Regions from separate parts of the Mus musculus genome. Here region 2 is linked to region 1. A link is a contact called in public Micro-C data. All regions are on one chromosome and are shown on one strand. The core of a region is the stretch at or near the end of the contact, and the rest is flanking DNA. Distances in the headings are between cores, read along the strand shown.

Region 1 (2,956 bases), core at 208-2,707:
TGGCTCAGCAGCTCAGAGAGCTGCTTGCTTAATGCCAAGCCTCAACACCTGTGTTCAAGTTCCAAGACCCACAAACTGAGAGAACTGACTTACACAAACTCCTCAGACCTCCACATTCTCACCATGACACACACACGCACACACACACTCACAAATATACACGTGCACACAAAATAAAAAGTGTAATAAAAGTTTCAAAGAAACAAAGGTAGCCACAGCCGACATCTGAGTAGAATTTAAAAAGAAAATTATTTAATTGTATTATTTTCTTATAAATGTGTTAAAGCCAAGTTACTGTTCTGTGGGCAAAACAGCTTCATCAACAGCCTTGCCAACTACTCCCATGGGGACACAGACTTAGGCAAGCGAGAGTAAAGGCTAGACACAAGTCCCAGAGGAACTAGGAACACCTGGAAAGCAGCTCAGACAAAGAGACCTGGAGGCAATCAATAAAAGGAGAAACAGGAGAGGAGGCTGTGCCTCCAATCAGCTGCTGCGTCTTAAAGTCAATCTATTCCCAGAGGAGAGGGAAACAGTGGCTACTCTAAAACCCAGGGCAAGACTGTATCTCTTGAGACTCAGTCCTGAGGACACTCCTTCCAGGAAGCTTCCCCACTCCGTTTGAATTAAGTGGCCAGCCTGAAAGACGCACGGATCCTGTGCACATCACGCAAATTATTCGCTCACGCACTTTTTCTGGACCAGTCACGTGTGGACTACACATGAGCGGCAAGAAAGTAAACAAAGCGTGGCGGCGCTGGCTTGCACAGGTGTGGTCTCCCGTTCCTGCAGAAGAGGTGCAGCACGGTACCCGCACGGAGTAGGTGCTTAATGAACAAGAGGCTTGTCACTATAGCGAGACTGGTTGTCAAACCTGTTGCCCAATTTGGGAGCAGAGGGTTTTCAGGAGGAGAACGGGAGAACTTGTTTATTTGAAATTCTACATCAAACCCCAGCTTTTCCACGCAGCTGCTTTCACTGACAAGAGATGAAGTCCGGGGCGGGATGGGGAAGGTGTTCCTCCTTTCTCCAGCGCCAGAGGGGGATGCGAGAGTTTAGGAAGGAGCCTGCCCGCCCGCAATCCTCACCAGGTCAATGGCCACGACGTCCCGCAAAGCCACTACCCGCCGGATGGACTTGGGCGGGTTCTCGGTCAGGTAGATGAGCCGGTCGCTGAGCACCACGTACTTGAACGTGTGCTTCTCGGCGTCCGACACCACGATGCACGGCTCGTAGGCGCGGACCGCGTCGTACACCTCCGGAGGCAGGTGCCGCCGCAAGAACGCGTCCAGACGGCTGTTCGTGCGCCCGGGGAAGCCGGATCGCGCGGGGCTTGCCATGCGACACCCGCGACCAGGCAGAGTATCCTGGGTGGCTGCGACTCCACGACACCCAGTGGAACCCGCGCGCGCCACAAAGCCGCGCGCCTGCCGCCTCTGCCACCAGCGCGTCCCGGTGCCCGGAGCCGGACCTTGCTTCAGGAACCAGCTCCGGAGTCGTGTTCCCCGAGCCCCCTGCCCCGCCCGGTCCCGCCCCTAAACTTCGTCCTCACCTACACAGCGATGGGCGGAGCAAGACTAAAGTGTTGATTGACAAGGAGAAGTACTCAAGGGTCTGGGAAGAAATACGGCCCCTTTTCAGCTACTGAGCCACATGGTCACATTAAAAACTCCACTGATAACGGAGGCCGGTTTGAATCTGATTTCCTGTTAAAGAGAAACTTGAAACCGATGGGATTTTGCGGAGTTGAGAATCCTATAATTACCATAACACTGCCTGCTGTGACTTTCAAGCTTTGTCTTAGAGGCAGGAGTCTCCAAAGACCCTTACAAACTGTTTTGGTAACTCAAGCCATACAAGCCGTGCGTCTGTGTCCCCGATGCCTAGAACGATGCGGAAAATGAATGCCAGGTGGAAGGGCCCTCTGGAAGCCGATGGGTTGAAGGATGTGATTATGTAACCTTAGAGATGCAGAGCAATAAAGGGGTTGCTTCACGTTTGCGAGCTGGCCAGGAATAACGCTGTATGTTAGGTTGGCGTGCTAGGAAGCACAATAGAAACTTGCCCTAGGTGTGCGCTTCCATTTTTATTTCAAACCCCGGAAAACCCATCTTTCTCCCCCTTCCCACTCATAGAAAGACCCGAGGATGGAGCTGGCCCACATTTGTAGGTCCAGGATTCCAGAGACAGGCCTGAGGACAAGCCATAAACTGGAGGTCTACCTTTGTTAATCTAGTGAGTTCTGGGATGCACGGCAAAACCCTGTCTCAAAAGTAAATTCATGGAGATGATACAATGAAACTATATTATTCCTCTATTTGCTAACAGACCTCAATAAAGTCTGATGTTCCTTACGGTGATTTATAGTCTCCCTTTTCATACTTTACTATTATGAGCTGAATATTGTAAACAATTCCAAATTCATCATGGGAGAAGAGCATAGATGTGTCTCAGTATACAACCAGATATGGTGAACAACTCACCACAGCAGGGAAAGAGTAAGTCATTGTTTCTTTTCTTAGCATGTAATTGCTCGGAGTGGGGAGGAAGTGCCACCTGCTGGCAGAATCTCAAATTCTGTGTGGCCTAGCACTCAGTGTCCCCAGAATCTGCTCTGTCTGACTCCTCAGCCGATAGATAAAAATTGACTCTCACCATGGTTACAAGCTTTGCTGGTAAAGGACCTTTGCCACTTTAAGCCAATAGAAAGGCAAGGACCCTCAACTCTGCCTGATAGTTACCCTCACAGCAGCTCAGTGACAAATAACAGTAACTGTGACATCAGAGGTAGAAAGTGACTTCAGACCACTCACTGTTCTGTCTCTGGGTTTCTGGTTTTATACCCACTTCCTGGGACCAAGACAAACAGAACGCCCGGAGCATTCCAGAAATGGTGTTGCACTTGCTGTGGGTGCTTAAACACCCATTGAAAAACAATTAGCTTTTGGTGACCAAG
Region 2 (3,219 bases), core at 685-3,184, 52 kb before region 1:
GAAGAATAATGCTTAGTTCTCAGAATTGCCATCTGTGGTGGTTTGAATATGCTTGGCCCACAGGAAGTAGCAGTATTAGTTTGAAGCAGGGCTACAGGATCCGTAGTCTCTTCCATCTCAGAAATAACTCTTTATCTACTGGGTCAACACTCATTGCCCCACCCCCACCTCACTCACCCCCTAAGTAGGAATGAGAGACTTACAGACTTCTTGGAGGGTGATGAAGGGAGGTTCGGAGACCGAGTGGTAATGGCGAAATGGTGAAAAGGCTTGGAGACTGTGTGGTTGTGTTGATGACATAATCATGTAGGCTTACTTGGAATCTACTGAGACAACATAGCAGAGGAACACACTACCCCACGTCAAAGTGTACATCCAGGGGCAGGAGGGATGGCTCAGTGGTTAAAAGTGCTTGCTGTTCTTCCAGAGAACCTGAGCTTGGTTTCCAGCACTTACACCCGGTAGCGCGCAACTTACACTGGGTAGCGCGAAAACCCCTATGGCTCCTGCTCTAACGTATCCAATGCCGCCCTCTTCTGGCCTCTACAAACCCACACATAACCATAAAAGAAAAAAAGAGTGTTGTATACAAAGCCAGCACTTGGGAGATAGAGGCAGGAGGAAAAGGAGTTCAAAGCCATTCTTGGCCACTGAGCGATCAAGTCTCCCTGGGTTCCGTGAGACCCCGTTTTAATAAACAAAAGTGTTGTTTACAGGCAGAGGACACTAGAGAGCTTGGAGAAGCTAGTGAGCTTACAGAAAGAAATAGGCAAGGCCTAGAAAGTGGCTTAATGTAAATTGGTTAGATGCCTGAGTCAGAACTAGAAACGAGGTTTCTGGGTGAAGGTTTCATTCTTATACTTTTTTCCCCCAAAAGTTCAATACTTAAGACTTTTTAAAAAATCACAATAAAAGGAAAAAAAAAAAAAACCTCATGGAAACAAATAAGACTAGTAATTTATAAATAATCTGCAAACAAAACATTTTTTATCAATGTATCAAAACATTATTTTGAGAGTCACAGTATACCAGGTTTTTCAAGTTGAAAACTCAGTACTACCTTTATGGTATTTTTTTTCTTTTGAAAGATCTTACAATGATTCTATTAAACACTGCACTGACAACGAAACCAGCACATAAGAACTTGCCTGGGATGCTGGCAAATCAAGTCATTACTGGCGCAGTAAGAATGGCGTGTGGGAGCACAGCAGGGCGAGGAGGCGGCTGAGGCTGCCCAGGGCAGGTGCACACATCTGGAACATGGGTAAGAAGGTTCCCTCCTTAGCCACCTACAGCCTCTCAGAGTAGCAATTTGAGAAGCTAAAAGTGTCTGCATGCCTTTTTTAACACAAAGTCTCATATCTAGAAGCCAGTTTTTATTTTATTATTTTTTGTGGTGCTGGACACTGAACCCGGGGCCTCCCTACATGCTAGGCAAGTGCCCTACCATTTGAGCTACAGTCTCAGCTGGAACGGTTCTATTTTTACATAAAATATTTAGAAAGCTATAGAAGTAGTAAATTTAAGAAATATATTGAGCAATCAGTCAAAATCATATAAATATTATATTAAAAAATGATCACTGTAAAATAATTTAAATATTGCTGGACAAATTTATGACACGAAACTAAGTCTCAACAAAGTCCCCAGCCGTGGTTCCATTGAGCACCACAGGCAAAGCCGCCCAGAGTGCACTTTCTTTGGAAGCAGACTTTCCTCTCCTACTTCCTCAGGCTGTAGGAAGTTATACAGAAAGCCCACTTCTGGTGTTTTTTAAAGTCAAACGCAACAGCTCCAGAAAGTGTTTGGGGTCTAAGTTAACTTACAGCCACTCAGTGTGACCTTTTGTAAATGAGTGCGAGAGGCTCCACAGGCTGGTTCAGACTGGCCCACTCTGGCGTGAAACAGAGCAGCATACTGCGGAGCTTCCCCACAGGAAGTCCTGCCTGTTTTCCTTCAGTATTCCGTGCAGCTGCAGTGGTGTCCTCCTGCCCACTGCTGCAGGCACACTTTTGACATTAAAATATTTCCGGGTAGGGGAGAAAGTGCCGCACGCCATCACCCACACGCCATCGCCGGGCACTTCTCTAAGGCTGTGTACTTTGTACTTCTACGACAATCTTGCTGCGGGTGTTCCAGTGGCTCCCTCCAATCGCCAAGGAGACCCACGAGATCTGTTCTGCACACGCAGGCTCTGAGATTCTGCGCTTGCTCAGTACTGTTTTCATGGCTTTGAGAAAGCTTTCATTCTGGAGAGGTACGGCACTTTCCATAAGTGAAGAAAGATGTAGCCAGTGTTTGTGTTGCTTGGGGCTGGGTTGTTTTGCTTTGGTTTTGTTACTGTTTGTTTGGGGTTTTTTGGTTTTGTTTGTTTTTTTTTTTTTTTTCCTGTGGTAGAGCTTGAACACACATCTTCACAGATGCTAGGTAGAGACTCTGCCTCTGAGTTGCAGGCTCTCAGCCCAGACATAGCTACTTAAAAAAAAATTAAGACTCTACCCCCACCCCAGAACTGGGCGTGGGGACACACATTTTACTCCTAGTGCTTGGGAGGCGGAGGCAGCGGCAGGCAGATCTCTGTGAGTTCAAGGTCTACAGAAGGAGTTCCAGGACAGCCAGGACTACACAGAGAAACCCTATCTCAAGAAAGCAGAAACCAAAAAGTAAGAGCTCTTAAAGCGGTGTTAATGAGCACTTCACTAGACTCTTTAGAAGGAAGGAGCTAAATAGTCCATAAATCAAAAGGCTGTTTTCCATAGTGACTTCAGTGGATACTTTATACTTCTAACCTCCTCTAACATTTTGCACACTGTTTCTGCTCAATCAACTGCAGAACTTCATGACAGAGCTGAGTGGTGGGCTCTGTAATGGGGTAGCAGCCTGGGAGCCTCTGCTCCAAGGCCGGCATGTGAATAAAGTACCTGCAAGTCACAGAGAGAAACAAAACACCGTTAAAACGAGAACTTTCACACTGGCTCATCCAGTATGTTCACATTCGCGGCACAACGATGGAAGGGTGGGGGAGGGGAGGGGTGGGGGTGGGGGAGGGGCGGGGTGGGAGTGGGGGTGGAGGACCCTTAGCCACGGGGACTCAGCATGTCCAGACTTCCAACCTCCCGAGCTCAGGACTTAGAAAATCCTTACCACATATGCACTCCAGCCTTTCTCTTTGAGACAGGAATTATTAATAATGGATCTGCCACCTAGGCGGTGACCAAG

What was found. A called contact is a pair of places that touch in the nucleus more often than the background predicts.
Region 2: a Micro-C map of embryonic stem cells shows a contact between it and region 1, with 2.2 times the contacts expected there. The contact joins the enhancer-like site here to the promoter of D930020B18Rik in region 1. A contact is called at or near these places in 3 of 39 promoter capture datasets (3T3-L1-derived adipocytes, the HPC-7 cell line and trophoblast stem cells), 1 of 15 datasets of contacts at CTCF or cohesin (pro-B cells), 42 of 484 Hi-C or Micro-C datasets (2-cell embryo, the AtT-20 cell line, the G1E-ER4 cell line and 22 more), 9 of 115 datasets of contacts at active chromatin or transcription factors (bone marrow-derived macrophages, embryonic forebrain, embryonic stem cells and 2 more) and 3 of 9 other capture datasets (adipose tissue, embryonic stem cells and pancreatic islet).

What each region holds. Positions count from the first base shown.
Region 1 is chr10:121,640,202-121,643,157 of GRCm38.p6, reverse strand. D930020B18Rik (RIKEN cDNA D930020B18 gene) reads right to left here and starts at 1,457. Exons shown (of 13, transcript NM_177335.4): 1 at 1,089-1,457. The coding sequence starts at 1,340.
Region 2 is chr10:121,692,061-121,695,279 of GRCm38.p6, reverse strand. It overlaps D930020B18Rik (RIKEN cDNA D930020B18 gene), which reads right to left. Exons shown (of 13, transcript NM_177335.4): 13 at 1,366-2,921. The coding sequence ends at 2,795. Among named protein-coding and RNA genes, the nearest start is that of Gm35865, 12 kb to the left of the region's middle. Within about 2 kb of position 1,934, at least 29 of the 459 cell types and tissues checked have an H3K27ac peak or open chromatin away from gene starts, as enhancers often do. A contact at or near this core is called in adipose tissue, bone marrow-derived macrophages, embryonic stem cells and 2 more, where this site is marked.